Linked DNA regions of Mus musculus: region 1 is linked to region 2. The links are chromatin contacts, called in public Hi-C maps. All regions are on one chromosome and are shown on one strand. Each heading gives the region's core, a stretch centred on a gene start, on an enhancer-like site or on the middle of the called end of the contact. The rest is flanking DNA. Distances are from core to core; before and after follow the strand shown.

Evidence for each region. Hi-C and Micro-C count contacts between places; a contact is called where the count stands out from the background.
Region 1: a contact with region 2 is called in a Hi-C map of cortical neurons, with 3 times the contacts expected there. The contact joins two enhancer-like sites. A contact is called at or near these places in 1 of 484 Hi-C or Micro-C datasets (cortical neurons) and 1 of 115 datasets of contacts at active chromatin or transcription factors (astrocytes).

Annotation. Positions count from the first base shown.
Region 1 is chr6:136,351,905-136,357,242 of GRCm38.p6, forward strand. No RefSeq gene overlaps it. Among named protein-coding and RNA genes, the nearest start is that of Eif4a3l1, 27 kb to the left of the region's middle. Within about 2 kb of position 1,952, at least 18 of the 459 cell types and tissues checked have an H3K27ac peak or open chromatin away from gene starts, as enhancers often do. A contact at or near this core is called in cortical neurons, where this site is marked.
Region 2 is chr6:135,991,453-135,996,884 of GRCm38.p6, forward strand. All of the region lies in intron 4 of Grin2b (glutamate receptor, ionotropic, NMDA2B (epsilon 2)), which reads right to left. Among named protein-coding and RNA genes, the nearest start is that of Gm14330, 140 kb to the left of the region's middle. Within about 2 kb of position 2,694, at least 9 of the 459 cell types and tissues checked have an H3K27ac peak or open chromatin away from gene starts, as enhancers often do. A contact at or near this core is called in cortical neurons, where this site is marked.

The DNA of each region.
Region 1 (5,338 bases), core at 702-3,201, 360 kb after region 2:
ATCTGCAATTCGAGTTCCAGAGCACTGGACACCACCCTCTTCTAGCCTCTACTGGCACCCACACATATGAGGGACAAATCCGCTCAGGCAGGCAAGCACTTGTGCTCAGGATTAAAAGCAAACGCATGGTTTTTAATATATGTCAGACCATTTTAATCATGTGAATGATCATTGTCCATACTCAATATCAGGACAGGAAAGGCCATGAGAAGAGGCGGAGGTGATTTTGTGCTCTGGCAAGGACAGCACAAAGCAGCATTGCTCTCAGAGCCTGGCAGGGAATTTGCTGCATATCTGCTAGAGTCAGTTTTATGTGTCAATTTAGCTAGGCCATGATACTCGGGCATCCTGTCAAGCACGCCTGCCTGTGTCTGTGAAGATGTTTTCAAATAAGATTAGCACTTAAATCAATAGACTTGCAGTGGAGGACATTGCCCTCTGTAAGGTGGGTAGCCTCATCTAATTAGCTGAAGGCCTTAAGAAAAAGTCTGGGATTCCTCAAAGAAGAGGCATTTTGCCAGCAGGCTGCCCTCAGACTCAAGCTGTAGCATCAAGTGTACTCTGGAGGCCTGGACCCTGGACTTGCCAGCCTCCATAATCCTGAGATAGATGAGAAAAGGGAGGGAAGATAGATAGATAGATAGATAGATAGATAGATAGATAGATAGATAGATAGATAGACAGACAGACACAGAGAGAGAGAGATAGACATAGATAGGTAGACATAGATAGATAGATAGATAGATAGATAGATAGATAGATAGATAGACAGACAGACAGACAGACAGACACAGAGAGAGATAGACAGACAGACAGATAGACATAGATAGGTAGACATAGATAGATAGATAGATAGATAGATAGATAGATAGATAGATAGATAGATAGATAGATAGATAGATAGATAGATAGACACAGAGAGAGATAGACATAGATAGGTAGACATAGATAGATAGATTGATAGATAGATAGATAGATAGATAGATAGATAGATAGATAGATAGATAGACAGACAGACATAGATAGGTAGATAGGTAGATATTGATAGATAGAAGATATGCAAGCAGACAGTAGAAGATAGATAAATAGATAGGCAGATGATAGGTAGATAGATAGATAGATAAATAGATAGATAGATAGATAGATAGATAGATAGATAGATAGATAGATAATAGAAATAGATAGCTAAATATGACAGATGAGAGATCAATAGTAGAGAAATAAATGGCTAATTATATAGAGATAGGTGATAGATGGATGGGTGGTATGATAGATATGGAAAGCAGAGATGGAGGGAAGGAGGGATAGATGGGAGGGTGGGATGAGTCTGACTCAATTCTCTAGAGAGCCCTGACTTCTGTGAAGACTTCGAGTCAGAGGAAGAATGGCCAACCTCCCCATCCTTATCCTACGTTCTTTGGTTCAAGAAGATCTGTCCCCAGTGAGACCATCCAGATACCTCCAGGCTGAGTGCAAGAGAAGGTGCTCTAAAACTGCCAAGTGTTATGCACTCGGATGTTCCCATGATAACACCACTCTTTGTTTTAGCTATTTCCATTGGAAACATTAGGTGTACTCAGCATTATGTAATGTGAAAGGTTGAAAGGCTGAAGGCAGGCAGAGCGCACAGGGCAGAGTGCTGGTGCGTTCTGCTCCCTCAGCCCATTATTCCACTGCCCAGCCACATATCTGATCCTTACATCCGCCCTGGGAAAGACCAGGATTCGTTGATCATGCCTTGGTCCCACATAGCTCTTGGCTTTTGCAGTTCTCTACACCTCCGGAGACCACTCATCTTCCTCGTCTATATTATCCAGAAAAGAAATAAAGCCAGCTGTCAGAGGGAGTGAGCTTTTTAGCACTTAAATCAAAACCAGCTTTCCTGGCTCCCTGACTTCCTAGAATAAATGCTGTTCACTCCCCAAACCTGCATGGCTTATTGGTGCGCGGACTCCACCTAGTGACAGATGGAGAGAATGCACCCAAACTTGTTCTCATTTGCAAGCCTAGAAGCCTTTGCATCTAAAATTCAGGTAACACATCCTTAAATTCCAGAGACTTCCAGGGAACAGTGTACATTGCTTGTTTTATGACTACTTAGAGATCTGGGGAAATGACTCAACAGTAAATGCGTGTACTGCTCTTGCAGAGAACCTGGATTGGTTTGCAATATCTACATTGGTTGACTTAAAACTGCCTCAACTGTTAACTCTAGTTGGGGGGGGGGGCAGATGCTCTCTTCTGCCCTCTACAGGCACTGCATGCACATAACACGCATACTGTCGAACGCGCACACACATGCACACACACAAGAAAAAAATAACCTTTTTTATAAATACTACTTAGAAATCTTCAGTGTCTGAACCTTGCATCCAAGCATCTCTGAGCTAACTCACCTATTTTAACTCCCACTGTGTTTTGTCTGTATGAATTTGGACTTGTTATTTCCATTAAACTTCATGACACTGTAAAAATTGGGCTAGTTGTAAATATTTAATATATAGTCTCTCATAATTAGTGTAGACCGAACGCTTAATAGTCCACCAATAATACTTGCTAAAACCCATAGTTTATTTTCCAGTTAACTACATGGAATTTCCACAGAATATCCTTTCTCTGGGCTTAATGGTCCTCAGCCTTCTAATGAGACTAAATAGGAGGTGGTGAATAACTTTTAAATCTCTACGTTAGGGCTGGCAAGATGGCTCAGTAGGTGTCTGCTGCCAAGTCTGAGGACCAGAGTTCTATCCCCAGGATCCACAGGGTAGAATAGAACCACCTACAAGTGGTCCCCCGTATGCCACACATGTACTGTAGCATGTGTGTATACACACACACACACACACACACACACACACACACACACACACACACACACACACGGAGGAAACAAACCAAGCCACCATGTCTTTCTGGTGCAGGTAGTGGGCATCCCTACAATGAACAAATGCTCCATGGGGAGATGGGAAGATGAGAAAGTCAGAAAGTGGAGTCAGCACAGTGGTGTGCAGCAGCCTGGAGCTTACACAGATGCAGACTTAGCCCACGGAACATGCTAGTCGGAGTGAGGATCGCCCTGGCTCTGGGTAATGATGGAGGCCCTGGATGGGGAAAGGACCACTTGGTCTAGAATGCCACCAGTGGCCGTGTTGGTGTCTGTGGTCCATGCTGCTGCCCCTGGCCATGATGAAGCCTGGGGTCCCTGTGGACATATGCAGTCCGTGCCTCTGACTGATGCCTTGGTGGTGACCTTGGGCTTTGCTGTCTTAAGACATGCTGGTAGGAGTGGCCTGTGTAGTCACTTGAGGCCATGCTGAGGCTCAGGGTCCATGCAGCCCCTGAGGGCCATGACTGGGTCTGTGCACCTGATATGGCCAGGGGCTGTGTATGTCTGATGCTCATGTTACCACCGAAGGCCATGCAGATGTTCATGGTCTGGACTGACAGCTGAAGCTGTGTTGATGTCTGAAGCTGGCCCTGCCCCTCATCAGCTGCTGAATGACTCTCCACAGTTGATGGCTTCAGGAGGAAGTACAGGTGGAGAAAGACTTATCTGCCCTTGGAGGACTGGCTTTTGACTTTGACCATGCTCTACTGAGTATATGGACAACATAAAATAGACTTGTATTGGGGGGGGTGTCCACTTAAGGGGGTGGACATAGGACTGTGATTGGCATGAATGATGTGAGATTCCCAAATAATCAATAAAGAGTGTAACCACATTTTGAAATGTTTACACTATTACAACCAGATGAATATTTTTCCCTACAGCAAAGGTGTATTTTTTTCCCTGCACTGCTGTGTAGAAGATAACACTCTAATGAGTCAAGGATGACACTATTATTATCAATGCATTTATTAAGTGTGAGTTCTGTTCTTTATCTGGTGTTTGAAGTTCATTCTTTCATCTAAAACGTTAAAGTGCCTTCCTGTGTCTATCCCTCCAAACATAATTATCATTCTGCTCTGAGTGCTAATCAAGGCGCATCTCTTTTTTAAGATTTATTTCTTATGTATACATGTCTTGCCTGTCATATACACATGGGCATCGTATATGTACCTAAAGAGACCAAAAGAGGACACCAGATCCCCTTAGAACTGAAGTTACAGACATTGGTGAGCTGCCATGCTGGTGCTGGGAACTGAACCCAGGTCTTCTGCAAGAGTAGGAATTGCTCTTAAGGACCCAGCCATCGCTTCCGGCCGTCTAAGTGACTTAGTGCATCAGAAGGCTTTATTCAATGGTGAGACAACATCGAAAGACCATAACAAAACCTTATTGCATTCCATAGCCAAACCCCACATCCAAAACCCTCCGTTCAAGCGCTGCTGTCAGACAGGGTCCAGCTTTGCTCCCAGCCCCGTCCATCCTTTTCTTTTCTTCTAGGGAATACATGTTTAATATCTGATATCTCACCTGCTATCACTTGGGTCCCAAAGGCTCATGGGATAATTTTCTAATTTTTACATTTTTATTAGCATATATTAATTATACTTAATAATGGGTTTCATTGCAGCATTTTCAAGCACGTATACTTTGATTATGTTCATCTTCTGTCACCGTGCTTTGGCCCCTTCCCACTCACTCTGATCCCTCCCTCTTCTCAACAGCCTCCTCTTCCATTTTCATGTCTTGTTTGTATATGCATATGACCTAAAGAAAGCTCCCTCCCTTCTCCTTCTCCTTCTGCTTCTCCTTCTCCTTCTTCTCCTTCTCCTCCCCCCTCCCCTCCCCCTTCCACCTTGCATTTCGAGAAGGAGGAGTCTCATTTAGGGCTAACTAGTCAACAGTCACTTCCTCTCAACACTTAGGCTAATCAGTACTCTCAGAAGTGACTGCCACCCCACGACAAAACGATGCTTTTCTGACCTCGGCAGCAGTAACCTATAGGAATACACACAAACATTTAGAAGCCGATTGGATGAACACATCACGTTCATTTAGCAAAAGAATAGCAGTAGCTTCCTTCTGGGACCTGGGTCTTACCCAGACGTGGGCTTTTGGTTGGCTTTCCAGGACCAGACATGAATGACCTCCTGGGAAGTAGGTCTCAAATGCAATCAGAAAGTGACTGGTGATGCTCATCAGAATTGTGCCACTTCTGCACCAGTGGGCACAACTTACCTGGCAGGTAGATAATGTAGCATGCAGGGTCAACAGTGCTGCTTCAATAGCCTGAACCTTCCAGACCCATGAGAGCTGGGCAGCTGGACGATGCTCACAGCTTAGTTCCAGCTACATTCTTCTATGCCCCGTGACTAAAGTGTGTTATCTCCAACAATGATTGTTTTAAACACTCTTTTCATAGGGTAGCACAATTTTAGGCGTTGGAAACTG
Region 2 (5,432 bases), core at 1,444-3,943:
AGCTACAAAGTCCAGGATCCCAGTAGCCTCCCCACAAAGGACTACAACAAAGAGTCAAAATTTCTCCCATGAGACTCCACATTTTACAGGCCCCATGCAATAGCACTGTGTGCTGGGCCCTAGGACCTTACCATGGGAGCCTTTAGAAGATGCTCCAAATTCAAATTATAACAGCATCAGCTACAAATGGCCATGAGGCTCAGTCCTAAGGAAGACATCCAATGAGTTTCAGAGAATAACTAGAGTCCCTTCAAGCCACTAAATCTGTTCTTTACCATTGTAGCTTTTTCTCAAACAAACAAAAAACCCTGACAGTCCCTTCACCTAATTTTTTCTTCCATGATCAAAATCTCTTTAAAATTACAGTACCAACCCTTAGAACACCCCAGGAAAAGTGGAGTGCTCTGTGTCTCTGCGGTCCAAACAAGCTAACAGTTGTATGTGGTTATTGAGCCTTTCAGCTGTAGCTCATAACAACTGAGAATCAATATTCAGCTTTATTTCATGTTAGTTAATTTAACTTGAAAGAGCCACAGGTGGCTCATGGCTCCTCTATTAGCCATTGCCTCAGCTTCCAAGCGGAGAGAAGCCTGGAATTTTATTTTGTGGTTCTTCTTGTCCATGAATACTATTTCTACTTCCCTCTTAACTTTCATCTCTTTGAGTTTTTAAATCTATCTTTAAATGTCAACCTTGTTTTTCTAGGTTTTGTTTACATTTCACTTTTATCTTCAGTTAAAACATATAAAATTGCCCTTTGATAGGTCAAAAACCCAGCTCAGTATCAGCCGTCCTTCTCTCTTTTCGGCTTTCCCCAAGGCCATTGGTCTTCTTTGTTTGGACCAATGTTCAGCAGAATTATGTAGAGATGGAAAATGTTTGTGGCCAAAGAATTAAAGGACAGACGATTGAATTGTGGTCACTGAGAAAGAAAGCTTTCTTCAGGCCAGCTTGATATACTAAGATTGAGATTAAACAGCAACATTTCTTCAAATTAAAAAAAAATGCAATGGTCATATGGTTCGGCACATGAAGACATGATTCTAATATCACAGAAACAAAACCACAGTAAGACATTATTGAAAGACAATAAAATATAGAAACTAATGACACAATATGGAGGGACTTACAAATTCCTTAAGCAGAAATTTATTTTAAAATAATTTGATAATTCAAATTAGGTCTGATGTCATAGCTACTCTGAAGGCTGAGGCAGGAAGATTACAAGTTAGAAACTTGCCTGGTCTGCAGCATGAGTCGGCGCCATCCTGATAGCTTAGCAAGACTCATCTCAAGACAAAAAGTAAAATTACTAAATCTAGAGTGGTACAGTACTCCGCTAGCGTGTGTGAAACCCAAGGTTCAATCTACTGGGAAAGAAGGAGGGGGAGAAAGAGAAGGAGGAGGAGGAAGAGGAACAAGAAGAAGAGGAGGAATAGGAAGAGGAAGAAAACAACTTGAGTGGGTTGTTAACTGAGAAAAGAAATGGGATAACTGAAATGGGACGATTAAAGAAGGTAATTGGGAGATGAATTTGGGGGAAAGAAGAGAAACGGAGAGAGGGGGAGACAGAGAGAGAGAGGGAGAGGGAACGGGAGCAAGAGAGAGAATAGCGTATGTATTTATACAGGGAGAAAATAGAAAATACCAAAGAAAATACAGATTCACATTCTAATAAATGCCCTTTGGGAATGTTTCTCTACAAAATGACAAGCAGAGTTTGTCTGTAAGCCTGTGAGTATAAGCTTGCCAGTTTTTAAAGTCTAACAAAATGAGCAAAATAAGCATTCCCTGTAAACTAGCCTAGTCTGCTGTTGTTCACAAAAGCTCATTTTGCCTATTTATGAAGTAAAAAGGTAGGGTTGAAACCCTCATTCATTTTCTTTCTCCCATTCTCAAAACCATGCCTGTAGATTTTACCCATTTTCTTTCCTCTGGTACTTGTATTCATGAGCTGCATTTGACGTCATTCCCAACACTGGAATCTTTCCATTAAAAGAACACAAGCAGGTGGTCACTGCAAGCACAATCGGCCCCCCATGTCGGGAGAGTGAACACCCGTGCACACACGTGCACCGCCCCCCACCACAGTCCCCTGTGTATGAAGGGTTTCTACTGTAACCCCTGCCAGCCATGCACACACTGTGGAGAAATTTGCATAATGAAGAACCTATAGTGACTCAACCATGACCGGCGTCCTAGCCCACATGTGCCAAGGCATGGGAAGCATGAGATCACGGTGTGACGGCAGATCCCGAAACATACTAAGAAAATGGGAGCAAAACATTGGCCCCTGTGATACCATGGGACTTAGCAATGCTACAAAATGTAACTGGTAAAAGGGACAACTCGGAGGAAAACTAACTTTTTATCCTCTATCCTGATTTAAAAAAAAAAAAGTGGGAGAGATTTTTAAGATTCAGAATTTACCCCTGTGTTTCAGACTATATTCTTATATTTAACACTCCCCCTACTTCTAAGAGGCCAGAAGAATAGGTCACACAAGGTGACAATGGTAAAGCCACCATGTGGATCAGATGCCAGGGGCTGCACTGGAGCCCATGCTATATGAAGCATGGAAATTCCACTCCAGGAAGAAGAAAGGCTCGGGACCTGGTTTCCATAGCACTACCATGGAGACAGCTCTCAGTGACTCTGCCTCCAGGCCCTCTGAAGCCAAAGCATCTCCCCTTTCTCTCCAACACCCACCTCTGTATCACCATGCCTCCAGCCCCCTCACAAATGATTAAAGACTGCTGGGAAGGCAGGGGCTCCGCCAGGCATTAACCTGGCAATCTTAATGCACATCGGTGTCCTTAAAATAAGAGGGGGGAAAAGCAGGTTTCTTCCCCTTTTTGGTGCAAAGGGAAAGACAAAAATGAGAAAATGAAAACTCATATCACTGAACCCCTGCACTTAAATTGCAAATTTTAAAAAAAAATCTTGCCAAGTTATGTATTAAAGACATAGGCATGCTAATCCCATCCACTGGGTACATTATCTTCTCTTCTCTGCCTGGCATGCCAGCATGCAAATATGAAAGATTTAATTAATTTAGAGCATCCAAGAGGTTCTCCTTAATCTTTACCATTGATGACTAACTGGAGTTTGGTAGGGTTCTCTCTCTCTCCCTCCTTCCTTCCCTCCCTCCTTCCCTCTGTCCCCCTCTGTCCCCTCTCCACTCCTATCTCTTGGTTGTCAATATGAAACTAAACTAAAGCTGGGACTTGGACTCTAGACTATGGTAGAAATTTCTACGTAAAGAATCCTGGGCTCTTTAGCACGTTCTTGTGCCTCACCCTGCCCCTCTTCCCTTTCTGCAGTGGCTCCAGGGGAATGAGCGATGGCGAGCCTGTAGTGCACTGATCTGGACTCTGGCTGGGCAGAGTGACTCCATCCCATCTGGAGTGATGCCCACTGACCTGGAGCAAAAGAAAGGCCAAGAATCCTGTTAGCCAGCAGATGCTTGGGAACTTGACAGAGCATGTGAGAAAGGCTGCTGATCCAGCTGACCAGCCTGCACACCCGCCAGGGATTGCAGTTGAGACCTGGCAATCCCATTCCTGAGTTCAGGTCTTCCTCCACGTTTAAATATGAATTTAGGGCAACTGGCCTGGACACGTGTGCATTGTGTGAATACAAAAAGGCGTCACGGCTGAGAGGACCCTGAAGATCCGGCTGCTGTTTGATATCATTGAGGGGGATACAAGAGTGGAAAGCTTAAACAACTGCTGATTGGAAAAAGGCTGGCAGGTTTTGAACCTCCAAATGGGAGACAAGCCTGCACACACACACACACAAAGGTGTGTGTGTGTGTGTGCATGTGTAAGCAAAGAGGAACTAATGTCAGACTGAGTCTCCAGCAGCTCAAGAATGGATCTTCTGGGGCGACTCACGAGGAAGCCCTGTGTCTATATCTTTATTGCTCAAGCTGAGAATTCTCTTCTGCCTGCCTTACTGAGCACTGTAAAATGGAAAGCAAAGCCAGGGTCGGTCAGAGGCAGGCAGGACAGAGTGAGATGACACAGGAGTTCTGAATTATTCATTTTGATTTATGTCTCATAGTGGCAATTGTTGCCACTTTCTGTTGTTTCTCCTGAATGTTGAAATTGTAAAAAGAGGACTGAATAATTCGGCATGACTCAAGAAGGCAGCCAGTGCTGGCAAAATAGGTTCCTTTTGTGTTTAGTCTGAACATTCGTATGATATATTGGTTTGTAATTTAATTAACAATCTATGATGGCCCTAATGAGTATGGTGATATTTGCAAAGCATTTCAGTGTTCAGTGAAAAAGCTGAATGGTCCGACCCCCTTTATTCTTATCAAAAAACAGGAAGGAAGGAGGACCCAGTGGCTTGGAGACAGGAGCATGGCTGAATTCAAGGCTGTTTCTGGGAGACATCAGAGTTCACCCATTCCAAAATCCATAGCTGCTGCTTCCACATCTGTGCTGTCTAAGCATCTTGCCTAAGCTCTCTTGGAATCACAAAATCCATTTGTTCCTCTTAAAGTGCTTCACAGGGCACAAACACACTGTTTAAAGGGCGCAGGTAAAACACAAGGGAGCAGTTCAGTGTGGAGGCATTCAGTAGTTCTAGGGAGAGGACACTCATTGCCTTGTGATTGCCAGCCACTAGGGCTGGGGATGTCTCAGCCGTGCCACACAAGCATGAATCCCTAAGTTCCATCTCCCAGAACCCACAATCAAAAGGCAGACCTAGCACATGCACCTGAAATCCTAGTGCTGGGGAATGGGAGACAGGGCCATCCCTGAGCTCACCAGCCAGTTTAGCACAACTGATGAGCTCCGGATTCAGTGGGAGACCCCGTTTCAAAACATATGGTAAAGAGTGACTGAGGGAGATGCTTAAACTCAACCTCTGGTCTACACACACACACACACACACACACACACACACACACACACACGATCACACATGATCACCAGCCATCAACTTAGTGTCCCTCCACAGAGTATGCCACAATAGAGGCTACTCGGCATCCCCAGACGCGCATTACTGCCACACTGCACAGCCATGGAAGAATACATTCACTCCTTTGAAACACCCTGTAGGAGTGTGATGGGACGCAATGTGTCAATCTGAGTTTCATGTGTTGGAGCCTTAAGCCTGGTGACTTCAGACTGTGGCTTGGTTTGGACTTGGGGCTTTTGAGGAAGTGATAAAATTTAAGTGATTGTTAGCACGTAGAGGAAAACCCATGTGAGGACATGGGTTTAAGGTGGTCATCTCTAAGTCAAGGAAGGAGAGACAATTGCTAGCTTTATATGGGAGTGGGGAAATTGTATTTGTTGTTTAAACCATCTAGTCTTAAGGATTGTCTTATGGCAGTGTAGACAGCCAAGAGAGGGAACAGTACTACACCCTCCTGAGGACCAGGCATAGGTCCTGCACACATGCAAGATCCACAT